Regions from separate parts of the Gasterosteus aculeatus genome. Here region 1 is linked to region 2. Evidence: chromatin contacts called from public Hi-C data. All regions are on one chromosome and are shown on one strand. The core of a region is the stretch at or near the end of the contact, and the rest is flanking DNA. Distances in the headings are between cores, read along the strand shown.

Evidence for each region. A called contact is a pair of places that touch in the nucleus more often than the background predicts.
Region 1: a contact with region 2 is called in a Hi-C map of skeletal muscle, with 8 times the contacts expected there. The contact joins the promoter of bambia here to the enhancer-like site in region 2. A contact is called at or near these places in 2 of 6 Hi-C or Micro-C datasets (skeletal muscle and tail fin).

Annotation. Positions count from the first base shown.
Region 1 is chr21:8,392,213-8,396,715 of fGasAcu3.hap1.1, forward strand. It overlaps bambia (BMP and activin membrane-bound inhibitor (Xenopus laevis) homolog a), which reads right to left and starts at 1,622. Exons shown (of 3, transcript XM_040167743.2): 1 at 995-1,622. The coding sequence starts at 1,070.
Region 2 is chr21:8,295,272-8,300,042 of fGasAcu3.hap1.1, forward strand. No RefSeq gene overlaps it. Among protein-coding and RNA genes, the nearest start is that of LOC120811998, 12 kb to the left of the region's middle. Within about 2 kb of position 1,895, at least 2 of the 9 cell types and tissues checked have open chromatin away from gene starts, as enhancers often do.

The DNA of each region.
Region 1 (4,503 bases), core at 372-2,871, 97 kb after region 2:
TTTTCTGCTCTACTTTTATTATGAAAGTGACTGCCACGTCCTGGGAATATTCCAGTTTAGCATCAATTCAGGAAGTATGCCTCCATTTAAGAGCTCCTCGAAGCGAGGCGGTCCCCTTTCTGACTGTATTATAAAACAGGAACTGTGTAGCTTATAATTAGTGGTTTGTTTGCCAAAGTCAATTTCTTTCAGCCCAAATGGAAACTTGCAAGGAGGAGGGGAGCCAGAGTCTCCTCCACTCCCCCCCTGCATTCAAAGCGTTACTTGTGGTCATGACCGCCTGAGGGGAGGGGGACCAATGTCCCATCTAAAAGCTCCCAGCTACCTTATCATTATAGCTGTGTGCTTCCTTTTCAGGGGCCCACTCATTACTTCACCCGAGGAGAAGTCTGAAAACAGAAACGTAGGCTCCGGGATCTGCCCTCACACAACAAAAACATGACTTCAAACGATTTACGTCTTTGTGTTCTCTGGTGCCACTGTGAACATGTCTTACACACATATAGCAAGGGTGTGTATGTTGTGTTGCATTGAGATAAGAAGAAGTTGGACAATATTGGAAATAGCTCAATGTGTGTTCTACTTAATGCGGGAGCACATTCATCAGATCAGTGTTTTCCCTGTGACTGATTGGAGAAGCAGGTCATTTGGAGAATATTTCATTAGAGGAGAGGCCCCTTTGTGGGTGGGAAGAAGGGAAGTAGAGTGGGGAGAGAGAGAGGCAGACAGGCCGAGCACTGCAAGCCTTTCAGCCCCGGCTTGGTCTTTTATGAATGGGGCAGTTTCAAACCCGAGTTAAACGGGATTAGTGTTCTAAAAAAGGTACTGCATAACACTTAATTTACACCATTACACGTAGGGTTAAATGTTTTGATTATAACTATCGTATAAAACGCACACTAAATCAGCAGGATTGGATAACACACACACACACACACACGACGTGGACCCGCGGGTCCGGGCTCAACGTCCCATCCGCAGACCGAGTCCGTACCTTTAGTGAGGAGAACCGCCATGGCACAGAGTTCCAGTTGAAGCCAAATTGAAATGAAACTGGGCTGGCGCTCCATTTACAGCGAGTTACAGCGCAGACGTGCTCGTGTATCCAGTGAGCAGCGGCACGGAGTCCCCCGGGCGAAGAGCTGGACGACACCACCCAAAAAAATTGATTTACATGGAGCTACGGAGAAAAGGGAGTCATTCCCCCACGGAAACGCGACAGCTCACGATCTCTTCTGGAAGAAGAAAAATATACAAAAAAAGCAAAAGACAATCCGAAATGTTTCCTCTCCCGCACGAAGACAGACAAGTTACTATGTTTTTTTCTTTAAAGCTGGTCCGACATTTCAGGAGAGCTAAACACAGCTTATTCTGCTTCTTCCAAAACAAGGGAGACAAAAAGAGGTATATACTCCAGGGAAGAGGGTGAAACGGGGTGCAAAGTTGTCACCACCGGTTCTCCTCTGCCTGTATGTGCAGCCGGTAACCACGAAGCATCACTTTTTGTATTCCGGGACAGAGAAATGTTGGGAAACGGACCGCCGACTCCGATGTGCCACAGACTGCACGCAGACTCGCACGGCTTAACGGAGAAATAGTTGTGGCTCGCCAGAGCTCCGCCCCTTACGAGACGATTGGTCAGAGCAGCAAGAGAGAAGTCAATCAACGTGCGTCATGACGTCACATCCGGTACTCTTATTTGGCTAGCAGGATACTGCATCATAGAACAGACACAGGGGAAAACATTCTAAAAGGGAGCAAGGAATTGAAAGAGAAAAACATACAATTAAAATGATAAACAGGTAAAGTTAATTCAAAAACAGACCAAGTTAATTCCCGTTTAAAACGGGGTATGTTTCAGAGAAAATTGTTCTGTACATTCAAATAATTGATTCATACTCTCGCCCCCACTGATTATTATAATTATATTATTTTTCTAAGACAGCTCATCCATATTCCGACTCTGTATTTTGTGCATCTGGACCCCTTCATTCATCGTCCTTCATTTCCATAATACCATGTTCCATGTCATGGTTTGAGTCCATTCGTCACGTAACTGTATTGCACAGTTTGGACATTGACGTTACTATTAGTCTATTGTTTTCATGTGTCGACATTTTCACATGAACATATGAAACCAGAATAACAACGAAAACAGTTCACAAAATACCAAACACTCTCCAGATAAGGATAAAGATGCCTCAATAACGTGTTTTAAGGTCTCTACCCCCCCGCCCCCCCCCCCAACCCTCAAGCAGCCGAGTGGAGGCCGCGTTGAGCCTCTCCCCCTCGGGCCATCAGACCGCTGCTGCGGGGAGGAGCGGGCAGACGTTCAGAGGAATTAGCAATCCAAAAGGACACATGGCGCCACCGAGACGACACGCACACTCAGACACTCTTTAACAATCGGCACACACATGCACGCGCGCGATATGTATCAACCAAATGCCCCCCTCCCACAACTCCCACATGTACCCACACACAAACACGCACAAATGATTCACGTTAACTCTAATTTAACACGTTCTTAGGAGTTTTGATATAACTCAAAATAATCAGTAGATAAATCATAATCTACGGTCTGCAGAGTCGGAGGGCAAATATTTTATTGTATCCCGTGTGTGTGATCATGAGCAGAGACGGACCATTGCCCGACTCCTCGTGCAAGTACAACGCGTCCACAGGCCGTAATTGTGCCCGACAGACAACAGGATGCGGATACCGCTTTAGGGAACACAGAAAACGACTCACTGCAATTGCCGTAATTATCTGTAATTCCAAGGAGGCGCCAGCGTGTATCTATACTGAGAGCTCGGTGAAAAGGGTGGAGGTCAGCACAAACACTATTTCCATGCTGGACGGTCTCCTGTGTGTAGTCTAGTGGAGTCTGTGGGGCTGGGTGGGGTCCCTCTTATAAAGCACCACGTCACCGGTCTTTGAGTAGCACTTATACGATATTGAAGACATTTTGACGCGTACGATGTTTGGATTCTTTAGAGTTCCATTCAAAGTGATCAGAAATGCCCCCTCCACTAGGCTGCTCCATGTCTGCTTCACCTGGTGGTGGATGGTCATACATCACCACCTGGTGGTCAGAACTGGTGTAATATTTTTTTTCCACAAATTAACCGTATGCCAAACACTCAAAATAATTAGGTGTTGCCTATTTAAATTAGACGTTAGGGGATTAGCGTTAGAGAGACGCATACAAAAAATGTCCAAAACATCACTTCTCATCCATCCATGTTCACCTGCTGAGTAGAGCTCCTTGTAGAGCTCTTCGTGACTCGTGAGCTGTAGATATTGAAGACATATGCCAATAAAATCCTTGACACATGGAGGGGTACACACGCTCTCATCGACCAGATCGAGATTCATTACATTTTTATTATATTTAGCTGACGCTTTTATCCAAAGCGACTTACAATAAGTGCATTCAACCTTAAGGATACAAACTCAGAAGAACAAGAAAGTGCAATTTCCTCAAATAAGTCAATTTACAATAGATAAGTGGCATTATAAGTACAATTCAAGTGCTACACTTTGTTCGTGTTGACTAAAAGTCAAGGTAGAGTCTGAAGAGGTGTGTCCTTAGTTTGCGGTGGAAGATGTGAAGGCTCTCTGCGGTCCTGATGTCTTCAGAGAGCTTGTTCCACCATTTCGGAGCAAGGACAGTAAACAGTGGTGATTTGTCGAGTGTTTTGCTCTCAGTGAGGGAGTGACAAGCAGTTTTGCAGATGCAGAGCGGAGAGTGCGAGTTGGGATGTCGAGTTTGACCATGTCCTCGATGTTAGCTGGACCCGATCCATTCACAGCATGGTACGTGTTTTGAAGTGGATGCGGGCAGCCACTGGTAGCCAGTGAAGAGAGCGGAGTAGTGTGGGAGAATTTTGGAAGGTTAAAGACCAGTTGAGCTGCTGCATTCTTGATGAGCTGCAGAGGTCGAATGCCGGTAGAGACCTACTAGGAGAGAGTTGCAGTAGCCCAGGCGGGAGATGACAAGAGCCTGAATCAGTACCTGCGCTGCCTTCTGAGTGTGAAGGGGAGATTCACAAGCCAACCAGTAGGGTAACACAACGGTGTGTCTCGTCATGCTGAGAGGATAAGCGTCAACAAGTCATCAGCACATATGGGAGTGGACGGGGCATGTAAGTGGCCTTCTAGGGAGGGGCTTTACCCCATGGGTTTCATCTGCTTTCACACATTAGGAGACCCTTGTAGGTGTAAACCAACTCACACTGTAAGGGCTTTGCCTAACAAAAGCCCCCACCCACCTCCTGCTGACCTTTAGGTTGCTGTGGAGATGAGTTGAGGGGGGAGAGAGCAGGTCAAGACTACATGAGACGGGGTTTAACCACGTGTACACAAGCTGCTTCCATGACCCCCCCCCCCCTCTCCTTGAAGGACCATCCATCCATCCATTGTCAAACCGCTTATCCTGCACACAGGGTCGCGGGGGGGATGGAGTCCATCCCAGCCAACTTCGGGCGATAGACAGGGTAC
Region 2 (4,771 bases), core at 645-3,144:
GTATCTAGTTCTGAATGTACTTCTTCTATGCATACTCAACCACACATGCACACAAGCGCACATACTTTATGTCTGCGACTGCTCTCGTGGGTGTATCAGGCATCTTTATAAGAGCTGAGGAGGTAGGCCTGGGTCTCGGTGTGCTGAGGGGCAGACATTGATTATCAGGCTCCGTGGAGCCACTGGTCTGTCTCCAATGGTTGAGGAAGGCTGGCCTGGCTGGCAGATGAGCTCCTATGGCTGGGGGCTACAGAGACAGAGACAGGCCGGGAGGGGGGCGTTAGATGGTAATGCTAGTTGATAGGTGGGGGTCTTCCCGCTTCTTTAATGATTAAGGGAGGATGTGACACCCTCCCCGGAGGCAGAAGAATCCTCCCCGGGGCGCTTTACTGCTACTGACTGTTGCCATAATGCTGATACGCTGTTAGGGCTTCTCCCCCGGAGCCTTGATGAAAGTCTCATCACACTCGGACAGACACTTATCATATAATTTCAGCTCACATCATAGTCGTCACACAGATCTTGGCTCCACAGCCAGAGGCCCCAGAAACGTGTAGGGGCTGCTGAAGACCTTTCAGCCATCTTTCTTAAAACAAGTATTTGGTTCTGGAGTTTAGCCCAATCAAACCTTAACTGTTGCCACAGCAAAGAGAGAAGAAGTGTAAACGTTTGGCTGTTACTGTTACTTTGGTAGTATCTGTTGGTAGTAAGGATGCACCTAGATGACCATTTCAGTCCCGGGAACGCTAGCGAAATCTAGGCTTTGGGTTACGCTTGAAAAGAGTACAGATCCAATATCAGTATTTAATTAATGAGCTGTGGGAGCTGAATCATTCTTTGTTTGTTTGGAAACAGTAGGTTTGACTTGATAATTTATTTCCTAATTCCTAGTTATTTTTTATATTTAAGTTGGGAAAAAGGGGAAAAAGTGACCAATTTTTTAATTCCGTTTTGAAGTTATTGACAATCTTTCTATCTGTGGGAAGTATTGCTTCTTGTGGTCTTTTTGATAATGTACCAGCCTTGTCTAGATAAAGGAAGTGGACACACAACATTCTGTTGAACAGGCTTATGCTATAGAGGCTGGATTATCAGCCATTTGTGTTATTGTGTGTCCCACAGTGTTCCGCTGTGATTTTATCTCAGAATCACAACATTCTTGTTGGGTTTTGGCTGTATCATATTGTTACGAGTTACTTATTACTGAAATTGCAGCACTGCCGTTAGTCGGTACGTGGATCGTCACTCAAGCTCATACTTTCCTGTCTGCAGCCTCTGTATTGTACAGCAGTGCAGGTAACCCTGGTGCCAGCATACCTCCAGCAGCCCTTTGATCAATAGTGGCCCGACTGCCTCGCCTCTACCCCCCCCCCCCCCCCCCCCCACCTCCCTCTCCATTTACTGCTCTTCTTCTCAGCGTGCTCTCTAACCCCTCTTTGACTGGAGCCTCATTAGAAAGGGATCACATCCAAATTACATTGATCTCCTTCACTCTTTTCATTTACTTTCACTGAATCGCTGCCCCCACCTTCTTCCTTTTTCTATTTTTCTTTGTCATGAGGAGGTCTACTCCTGCAAATCAGTGTCTTCTTTTGTCATCCTTGTGCAGATGCTATGTTGGAGTTCTTCTGCAGCCACTCTACCGGTTTTGTCTCTTTATTGATATTAGCTACTTCTAAAATATATATAACTTACTTGGCCACGATGTTTCAACCCGATCCGCAATGCCCTTGGGTGCCCTCCATGTTTGCCTACGCTTCACTTGTTTGGATGTTCTTTCTGCATTCTGTGAAATTGCAGTTTCTCCATCTGACTTGGGTGGCATTCCTCTGGGAGATAATGAGTATAGCTGAGGGCCTCTGGCTCACCTGGGAACTGTGGGGCGAGTCTGTACAGGCCACTTGTCTCTATCACAGACTTCACTGTGATGTGCTGACACTCCCCCGGTCAGGCCATCTTCCTGCTGCACGCATGTGCTCATTTTACTGCCCGGTTCGCCTCACTGTTCCTACAGTCACATTCTCATTCTAGTTTAGCCACCCTGTTTCCTCATTTCTGCACGTATTACATACCAAGCTGTCTTGATAGCACGGTTGTTTGAAGCAATGTAGAGCCAGAGGGTTCAAAATGGAGGAAGGTACTAGCCTAGCTATAAGTCAGAGGCCCCCATGTACGTGCATTCGCAAACGTAGCATTATCAGCGCCATGGCCAGCCTGCAGATAGCGCACACTGTGGTACTTACTGCTTACGTTGTATTTATGAAACCTGCTGTTCATCGGGTAACCAGCGCCGTTCTCTGCCCACTATACTGTACACTGCAAGCATTTAAACGCACAATTGAATGAGCCTCCTTCTGTCGTGGATCAGATGCAGTTTTTTAGACAATATTAAAATTAAGACACTTTAACAACGAGCCATAATGAAGGAACAACTGATTTGTTTTTAATTGTGATGCCGGACACAGATTTCTTTTTCAAACATTTTCTCTCAGTAAAATAAAAAACAATTTGACATTCATGTCGAATTTGGATTCACGTGCTTGAAAGGAAATGTTATCTTATTTCCTCATTGAGAATTGTGAATGAAGAACAAAGTGGTTGAAATTACTTTATCAATCATGTGTGGAGGTGACAGACTTCAGGTGAGTGTTGATAAGATGGTGGGGCAGAGGAGAGAAGGCTGGAGGGAGATACTGTATGGACGTTGAGCTCAGCAGAGGGAGCCCTTTTCTTCAGTGACTGTGTGTGTTTGTGTGTGAGTCCATGTGGCAACGTATATGTATGCAGACAGTTTCTTGGTGAAAACAGTGACTGCTGAGCAGCATATTTACCTTTTCCTTATATTGTCACTAGTTTTAATTTTCAAATTATTTCCAATAATAATAATAATAATGATATATATATATATATATATATATATATATATATTATTTCTTTTTTTTCAAAAGAATCCACCTGCACGGTTCCCGAGTGTGACACAAAAGATAAAAGAAAAGCTGTCAGGAGACGCTGCATGTCTACACGGTTCCCTTTTCAAAAAACCCTCGACCAGAGTGATGCAAAAGAAAAATATATCTTGCAGACGGAACCTTTGGAAAACACTACATTTAATATGTAAAACATACACACTCATCACAAGTCTTTGACGTGGAAAATTCCATTGATCAGATTAATCAAAAATAATAGACCCGCTGAGATTGCTGATCTACTGAGCGGGCGCTTTTGCTGCCTTCATAAAGATCTTTATGCTGCCTGCAGCTGTTCCTGGGTCAAGAAACCTGATCCACACCCTTTTGGTTCTGTGTTCGCCAAAAATTACCTGCTCCCAAAAGTTCATAGAGGTACAAGGTCTCTGATATCACCCTTAGTATGACACGCTTCTAAACACACACAGGGGCGGCTGCTGGACACAAACACTAGAGTAATCAAGTCACACAGTAGTTGCTATTATCAGAAGATTCAGAGCCCCCCACACACACACTTTGCTATCGCTCCCGTCACAAATTCCATTCGTCCACACTCTGTGGGAGGGGGTCACCTGGAGGTGATGAGGGGAGCGAGTTTCTATGGCGACAGTAATGAGCATATGAGGTCGAGTGCAGGGCCCTGGACTGCGATGTGCTTTGTGCCTCCCTTTTGTCCCCATAACAGTGGAAATTAAGGGACGCAGAAACAACAGGATTGGGTACACATGACCTAATGAGGCTCCAGCGTGGGCCACGCCTCTGGGAGTAGGGGGGTTGGAAGATCAGGGGAATGTAGATGGGGGGTAGCAGCGAGAGAGGGGTGGGATTACGGGCTTTATGTCACTTTAGTGTTTGTTTTTGTTTGGTGAACACATTTTATATTGTGCGGTTTACTTAAAGAATATTCGTAATATTAATGATGTCCTGGATTATCCCAAACTTTCCAACATGTCTTCCCCCTTCAGTCTTTTTCCTTTACTCCTCCCCCTTCTCTCTCTTTCCCTCTCTGCTGACTGCCCTGAATCGAAGTGACAGCGGGTCTCATTAAATACGAAACACCGGTCACATGCAAAATTGACCCCGCAAGTGTTTGGGCTCACCCTGTCCGTCCACTGGGATTGACTCCCATCAGCCACCCTGGAGAGAGGCGACCAAAGCCCAGAGGTGTCAGGTATGGAAAGAAGAGTGGAAAAATGTTTTGTCTTGCTTTGTTTTTAACAGCAAATTTTATGGATTTCAATAATGCTGATATTATTACCATAAAACATTAACCCCCCCAATATATTATTTTTACCAGGAAAGTTTCTGTTGACTTGTACGAACTTTGGTGAAAAAGGTCCTGACCAATAACATACCAGTTCCCACTCAGGTAAACAACGTCAGCTCTGTCAACACTTCTATTTGCGCTGTTCGCACTGCTAGCTGCAAACCCCTGGATGTTGCGGCATGGCAATTTTTACCGTATTTTGCACAATTATAAATGATATGTGAGCACATCAGGAGGTCACATATTCATGGGAAATCTCAACTATCTGAACTGAAATGTGAGGTTCATGACTGAGGGTTATGTCAGAGAAGCAGGGATCTTGGTGGAAAAGCCTGTCTTGGATGAGTCAAACTGAATTGGAACTAAACTACTACTTTTTTCAGAAAGCAAAACAGGTACTTTGAACTGAGGAGGTCATTTTCCATGGTCAAATAAGCTTGGAATTCTTGGACAACAAAACTTGTTTAGAGGACTCACCACGCACGTGTCTGTCTGACTGTCTCCGTCCGTCCGTCCGCCTCTGTCAGCCCGCCCGTGC